Linked DNA regions of Mus musculus: region 2 is linked to region 1. Evidence: chromatin contacts called from public HiChIP or PLAC-seq data. All regions are on one chromosome and are shown on one strand. The core of a region is the stretch at or near the end of the contact, and the rest is flanking DNA. Distances in the headings are between cores, read along the strand shown.

Region 1 (3,972 bases), core at 1,458-3,957:
GCTGCACTGTGTCCTTGAGAACAGCTAAACGGTAAAGCATTCCCACAGAGTCTACTATTGTTATCCCATCATATAAAAATGCCTGTCATGGGAATAGCTATGATGGGATGCATCAGATGAGAGGATGCAAGACGCCTTCTGCCTGGACATCTCTCAAGTGGTAATACCAGCATGATGGTTTGAGCAGGGTTTCCTCAGTTGGCTTGCTGATCTGATACTTTGCTGTCTACCTGTGACTTGCTATTTACTTATTGTACTTTTGCTTAATAAGTTATACTTATTGTACTTATATATGTATATATATGTGTGTGTGTATATATATATATATATATTAATTATACTCAGAAAAAAGGCCTATAAATTAACAATGTATATACAGATAATCTTAATTTATATTAAGCCATGTAGTTTGGACTCACTCTTCTAATATGATGGTAAATGCATTGTTACTATGTCTTATAATTCCAAAAAAGGAAATGAAACAAAAGGGGGCCAGCAAGTAGAAGAAAAAGTGTTACAAGGATGTAGGAATAAAGATAGTTTTGGTAAATAAGGATTTCTGAATGGTAAGACTTTATCCTAAAGATAAAGATCCTAGATTCTTCCAGAAAAATAAAAATAAAACAAAGCTAGAAAGCCTACACACGTCACGAAATGTCTGAATAAGTTATATAAGGGATGTGATAGCTGAGACTTGGAGACGGTAATGAGTGACATTAAAATATCTAAAGTCAAAGTTCAGCACATTAATGACAAATTGTTATTGAAATCAACAGATTTCTCTTATTGATTTTTCTCTTGGTAACATTTACCAAATAAAGTCTAGTAAAAACTGTGTTTAATCAATATAACTACTTGGGAAACTGAATCTTAATAAAACTGAGATTAAAAAGTGTTTGGTTATTATCAAAGCTTTATCAAAATGTTCCATGTACTGGCTGATTTTGTGTGTCAACTTGACACAAGTTAGAGTCATCAGAGAGGAAAGAGCCTCAGTTGAGGAAATGCCTCCATGAGATCCAGCTGTAGAGCATTCTCTCAATTTGTGATCAATGGGGAAGGGCCCAGCCCATTGTGGGTGGTGCCATCCCTGGCCTGGTGGTCCAGGATTCTGTAAGAAGGCAGGTTGAGCAAGCCATAGGGAAGCCAGCCAGGAAGCAGTACCCCTCCATAGCCGCTGTATCAGCTCCTGCCTCCAACTTTTTGAGTGCCTGTCCCGATTCCCTCCAGTGGTTGGGTATAAGTTTTGTGTGACTATGGGCTTCTGGTACCCCTAACTCCTGAGTTAAAGTCCCACCCCAGGAAGAAGAGAAAGCTTCCATGAAACTGTGCGACACTGATTCTCAACCTGTGGGTCAACAGGTGTCAACTATCCCTTTCACAGAGATTACCAAGACCGTAGGAAAACATACATTATGATTTATAACTAACAAAATTAGTTATGCAGTAGCGACAAAATAATTCTATGGCTGGGAGTCTCCACAACATGAGGAGCAGTATTAGAGTCACAGCAGGCAAGCTGAGAGTCACTGGACCTCACTTTCCTTTGTCACCTAGAAAAAAGGCTGCTTTCTTCTTCTCAAGTCTCTAAATGTCCTTTTGTCTTTCTATCTCGCCTCAGGTCTTTTTGGGGGGGTGGATGGGGGGATGGGTCTCATGACCCAGACTGGTTTTGAACTCCTAGGTTCTGTTGTTTCCACTTCCCAGGTGCTGAGATTATAGACTATGCTAGGCAAATGCCTAGCACCCCATAAACCACAATGATGTTGGGGTGGTGTGCTCAATGCAAAGGCAGGAGAATCCACTCCAGTGGGGAGCCACTTACAGCGAGGAACTGTTGGGGCTTCATGAGGAAGACCGGAGACCTTACAAGGGATCCACGGAGGCTCTCCATGAGGTTTTATAAATGGAGAAGGGCTTTGAAAAGCAGGCTGGCTGGTTTCCTTGTAAGATGGGGACAGAGATAAGGAACAGTAGGAAAGCAACTGCTTGCTGCAGGAAAGCTAGCTTCCTGTTAACTCCTTTTGTGTTAAGGATTAAGACAAAACTTTTTATCAAGTAGGCAAGTCTGGGAGATTTTTGGCTGTTTCCACTTTAATTCAGATCGGTAAGAGCAGGTAGACATTTTAGTTTCACCTTGGTGACTTTGATTCTCGTTTGGTTTTTATTATTATTTTCTTCATTTACATTTCAAATGCTATCCTCTTTCCTAGTTTCCTCTCTGAAAGTCCTCTATACCCCACCCCGCCCTGCTCTCCAACCCACCCACTCTTGCTTCCTGGCCCTGGCATTCCCCTGCACTGGGGCATATAATCTTTGCAAGACCAAGGGCCTCTCCTCCCATTGATGGCCAACTAGGCCATCCTTGGCTACATATGCAGCTAGAGACACAGCTCTGGGGGGTACTGGTTAGTTCATATTGTTGTTCTCCTATAGGGTTGCAGACCCCTTCAGCTCCTTGAGTACTTTCTCTAGCTCCTCCATTAGGGGCCCTGTGTTCCATCCAATAGATGACTGTGAGCATCCACTTCTGTATTTGCCAGGCACTGGCACAGCCTCACAAAAGAGAGCTATATCAGGGTCCTGTCACCAAATCTTGTTGACATATGCAACAGTGTCTGGATTTGGTGTTTGTTTAATGGGATGGATCCCTGGGTGGGGCAGTCTCTATTTTTAACCTGGCTTTTCAGATAGTTTTGAAACAATGGCCTCCTGTAATTCTGTTCCCCTTAAAACCACAAAACAAAACCCTGACACTGTACTCCTGCTCTGTAGTTGAGGGTGAATTTTTTTTTTCAAAAGTTTATTATTTGTGTGTGTTTCCTCAGAAGCTAAGAGGTCATTGGATCCCCGGAACTGGTGTGACAGATGCTGGAGGTAAACACTGGTCTTCTGAAAGAGGTCTCTTCACTGCCGTGTCATCTCCAGCCCTGCTGAGCAGGATCTTGAACTCTCAGTCCTCCTGCCTCCAGCTCCTGGGATTGATTAGCGGCAGGCATGATCTCACTACTAAGCCTGATTTTATGCAATGTTTGGGATTGAACCTGGGGCTTCATGTATGTTATTAAGAATTTTACCAACTAAACTACATCCCTAGCCTGGCCTCCTGCATCTTTCCTTTTTTCATCAGAGGTTTCATTTGGGTTTATAAGGGAAAACGGTGTGTGGGTTGCTGGGGATCGATTCCAGGGCCTTGTGCATACTGAACACATACTTTACCAGTGAATACTTTCATCTCTCCCACCCCTCAAGCCCTGAAAGTCCATGAGAAGTCTTTTGAAGTGTCATTTTAAAGATGGTTTAATCTGAGTGTAAGCGCCAAAGTGATATACACACAGGGGAAGGCAGTGGGCATGCTCAGTCAGGACTGTGGCTGGAGGCAAAGCTGGAAAAACCCAGTGGGAAAGCCTGGGCTATAAGGCGGCAGAGTACTGGGCTACAAGTGCTGTAGCTGGCGGGTAGCAGGTCTCAGTAAAGCACGTCCCTTGCAGCTTTACCCTGTGTTGACGCCAGGTTGATTTACTTATGAGGGATGATAGTTGGGGCCAGTGTGATTCCTGCACATTCACAGATCTCTGGCTGGAAGAATGGAAAGCAGAAAACCTTCTAGGAGTTTGTTTTGACCAACCTACTCTGCCCTCTATGTTCTGTGACAGAGATAAGACACCAATGGATATGTGTAACTTCTAAAACCAGTGCAGTGGAAAAGCAGAGTCAGTTAAGCTTAAGAGAAATAATGCCTGTGTGTTCTTACAGGTTTGGTGAGTCCCTTTCCACATGGTCTAAGTCACATGTTGACTGGTTGGATTCATCCCATTTTATGCAAAATAGAATTGGATTTGGATATATATCACAAAATTTAAAATGTGAGATACATGAAAATATCAAAGTGAGGTCATTATTTTGTATGTTAATTGAAGAATAAGAGTGAGACCAGGTATGGTGCTGCACACCTTTAATCCCAGGCAGAGG
Region 2 (3,899 bases), core at 375-2,874, 170 kb after region 1:
GGCTTCTTGGAAGAAGTGCTGGTGGCCCTCGCTTGGTCTGGCAGGAGCAGGAAGCAAAGGCAGGGACTGTAGAAACAAGCCCAGAGCCAGAAACTGGTTTCCACCGAGCTGTTTCAAAATCTACCTGAAGAGGGGGTGGCCAACAGTCAGGTCACCTCAGGGATCCTTAGTCCAAGAGCTCACAGTTTTTGGTTTTTTGGTTTTTTTGTTTGTTTTTTTTTTTTTGTGAACACGGAGTTAGCTTCTCTGGCCTAGGTGAGGAGTGGCCTCAATAAATGGATACCCTGTCCCCAGCTCAAGAATCCAGAACCTGCTGCCACAGTGGAGACCTTACCTTGGCACTCCTTCTGGGCAGCTGGGCCTCACCCTCTCCCACTGTAGGCTGGTGCTTGTCTGGAGCCCAGAAGCTTGGTGCTACCTTTAGGCAAAAAAAAAAAAAGAAAGAAAAAGAAAGACCCCGGTGATTTTCTCTTTCAGCCGCTTTTCCCCAGAAGGTCCCTGATTGGTGTCATCTCATCTCTGTGGGCACAACCTCCCTGCCTGCGGCAGCTTACTCACCAATGTGCCTAAAAGCCTGCCAGTTGTGTGGAGGAGGTAGGGGGCCCACACCCCTCTGCCTGTCACACATAGGGGCATGCCTGAAAGGGGGTTTCAGGGTGGCCCCCAGCCGAGCCCCGGCCTGTAGCCTGCTCATTGGATGTGTCTTTGAGCTCAGCAGGGACACACATAGGAGCTGAACAGCTCTGCCTGGGAGAGTGATAAGATCCTTGTTAGAAAGGTGTTCTCTGGGCACTCAGGGCTGTCAGGAAGACAAGAGATGAACCTGCACACCCATGCCTATTAGTTTAGTTCCTAACACTTGGCCAGGCCTCAGGACCACGTCCTACCTTGGCATCTGGCCACGTCTCTGTCCTGTGGTCCCAGCCAGGGCTTGGGCCTGCCCGAGCAGGCAGCTGTCCTTCTGTCTGCTCAGGCCACGTGTTTGCTGTCCCTTCTCCCCAACATGCACTCAAGACTAGGCTGGCCCAGCATCGATCAGAATCAACCCCTGTCAGGTCCCCATCCCAGCTCTCTGCTGACCAGCGGCTGTCCTCAGATCTGGCTGGGCGCATACGCACTGTGACACACCCTCACCCTCTCACACACGTGGGTCCACACCCAGTACAGAGCCACCTACCTGCACAGGCCTGCCTATGCCAATCCAGTCTTGCTCTCCAAATACCAGTGACCCTGGAAGCCACACGTTTCCTTTTACAGAAAGATCCCCTTGAGAGGTGAGCGCAAAGGCAGCCCAGAAGGACTCCAGTCGGTGTGGACTAGACTCCCCTTCTCTCCCAGAACCTTCAGAGGACACACGGGCAGCCCGAACACCATGTCTGCTATTGTATTCTGCCAGCCGAGGTCTCTCCATGGGCACCTCTGGCTCCCTCCGTGCCTTCCATGTCCTTAGGGGGTAGTGGCAGCTTCCGGGCGAGTTCCATTTTCCTCCAAGCCGAGGTAGGGCGGGGAGAGTTAGAAGGGGCGGGCCTCAGGGACACCTCCAAGTTTTCAGCTCCCCAAATAATCAGATGCAAAGGGGGAAGGAAGAAAAGCCAGGGTGGGTGGGTGACTCAGTGGCGGTGGGCCGGCTTAGTCACCTGGATGGCTGCTTGCTGCTCCCGGCATGTCAGGAACCGAGCAGTGCCCTCCCCCCACCTGCTGTGGTCTGCCGCTGCTGTCAGGAAGAGCTGGCCGTGGAGCCCCCGGTGTGTTCAAGCTGCGGAGCAAGCGACAACCGCTCCCGCCTTCCTCTGGTCAATCGATCAGGGCCCGGCAGCCCCGGCCGCGGCGCACCCCTCCTCCACCGTGCACCCCAGCTCACTTTGGGATTTCTCCATTAGAATCTCAGGCAGCGACCTGCTCCTGTAGGGCGCGAGCAGCTCCAACGTTGCCTGGCAATTTTGATATCGTCGGGGGTTGCCATGGGGAGGAGGGTGATGTCATTGACACAAAAAAACCCACTGAATTTACAAATCAGCTGGGGCTGGAGCTATTTATAAAAAAACACGTTTCTTACTGCTTTCCTTTGCTGAGGGGGAGGAGGGAGAGAAAAGACTGAGGGGTGGGATTCAGAGGAGCCTACTGTAGTTCACCTCACCGTTGTTCCCCAGAAACCAGACCTTCTTGGCTCACAGCCAAGCCTAACCCCCTTCCCATCCGCGCCCCAGGTTTGCAGCTGTGGGTCTCAGCCCTGGCAGGCGTGGCCACACCTGGGCTGCACGTTCTCATCTGGTTTTGTCCTAAAGGGCAAAAAGGGTGAGGATGGAGGGTGGGGTACTCAGCTCTGTGGGTACCATCTTTCTGTTCTCCCCTGCTCCAGCATCGCCCCTCCCACAACTAGAAACAGTTGCATGGGAGGAAAGGAGACTCAGGATGCCCACCTGCTGGTTCCCTGAAGAGCACTCCGTAAGCATGGCCCCTCCCTCACTGTCTTGAGCCTCCTGCCTCCTTCACTGGTCATTTTCTCTCATGTCCATCTGGGAAGTGCCCAAATTCCCGTCTTAGCCAATTGTTTGCCTTTTCCCTTTTCCCAGGCATCATTCCATAATCTCTCTGTGGCTTCCTCTAAACTCTGCTGAAGGCTGACCTCAAACCTATGTGGTAGCTGCCCCATTGTGAACAGTCCAGCCCACACTGCCCACCACGTGTTCCTAGACCCACAAGTACTGCCACGAGAAAGCTAGAAGTCTTCTGATTCTAACTACCCAAGGGGGCACTAAAGTATTCACATCACTTTTGAACATTCATTCTTAAAATGTGGCTAACTCCCTGAGCTCTGAATTTTCAGTCTTGAGCTCACATCTCAGCTCTATTGTTCACTAATTGAGTGACTCTGGCCTGCTGTTTAATCAACTGAACCTCAGTGTCATCATCTATAAAATGGAAACAATTTCACCTGCCTCCCAGGATTATGGGAATTCCGTAGACAAAGCTGCCCGGCCAGGGACTGTCCATCCGAGAGCTTGGTAAACATCAGCATTCTTCTCCGTTGGCCTATGTCATTTATTGCTCATTCTTATCTACCTAGTCACCAAGCTAATCTTCTAAAACCAGGACTCCCAGTCACTGCCTGTGCAAAGGTCTCAGACTGCACACAGGGACAACATCAGTGTCCAACAAGAGGGACATCAAAATCCACATACAAACGTCACTCAGGGGCCAACAGGAAACGTCTTCCCTTGAACTAGGTAGGCAGTTTTAGAGAACTCTGTCTTTCCTTTTTGCCCTTCAAAATAACATCGTGAGGAAACAATTATAAACGGTCCACGTAGGCTCTAAAAGCAGACAGAAGCAAGTTAAGTCAGAAGCAAATTTATGGTGGATCACACCTGTAATTCCAGCACTGGAGGGGGGGGGGCTAAGGTAGGAGGGTTACTGTTAGTTTGAGGATAGCCTAGGCTATGTAAAGCATTCTAGGCCTACATCGAATCTGATATCTCTCTCTCTCTCCATATATATTAGTATTGTTTATGATCAGAAAAAATGGAAGCCATAGAAAGCTCACAAATCGGGGACTGACTAATATCAGATGGTACTTTCTTATGCAGCCAAATAACTGCTGGACCCTGACCAAGGATGGAGTCAGGTCAGCAAGATGGCTCAGTGGGTAAAAGGGCAGCCACTTGAACCCGACAACCTGAGTTAGAACGCTGGAGCCCATGGTGGAGGGAGAGAAGTTGTCCTCTGACCCCCACATGTGCATTTTGGCATTCATGCACATGCATGTGCACACACGCACATACACGTAATGATAAAATAAGAATTAAAATTTGTATCTGTTTCTCTGTGGGGGAAGAATGGCACTGACACCAGAGAGAGATGACGCCACATCCTGCAAGACAATAGAAATCATCTTCTCC

Evidence for each region. HiChIP or PLAC-seq counts read pairs in DNA pulled down with a chosen protein or histone mark.
Region 2: a contact with region 1 is called in an HNF4G HiChIP or PLAC-seq map of pancreatic cancer cells. The contact joins the promoter of Pak6 here to the enhancer-like site in region 1. A contact is called at or near these places in 4 of 39 promoter capture datasets (the C10 cell line, the HPC-7 cell line, hematopoietic stem and progenitor cells and 1 more), 3 of 115 datasets of contacts at active chromatin or transcription factors (double positive thymocytes, embryonic basal ganglia and pancreatic cancer cells) and 2 of 9 other capture datasets (adipose tissue and liver).

Annotation. Positions count from the first base shown.
Region 1 is chr2:118,836,521-118,840,492 of GRCm38.p6, reverse strand. It overlaps Gm39913 (a long non-coding RNA gene), which reads left to right. Exons shown (of 2, transcript XR_866660.2): 2 at 2,829-3,103. It also overlaps a transcript of Knstrn not described here. Among named protein-coding and RNA genes, the nearest start is that of Gm39913, 23 kb to the left of the region's middle. Within about 2 kb of position 2,707, at least 18 of the 459 cell types and tissues checked have an H3K27ac peak or open chromatin away from gene starts, as enhancers often do. A contact at or near this core is called in pancreatic cancer cells, where this site is marked.
Region 2 is chr2:118,661,302-118,665,200 of GRCm38.p6, reverse strand. Pak6 (p21 (RAC1) activated kinase 6) reads right to left here and starts at 1,624. Exons shown (of 11, transcript NM_001033254.3): 1 at 1,178-1,624; 2 at 335-418.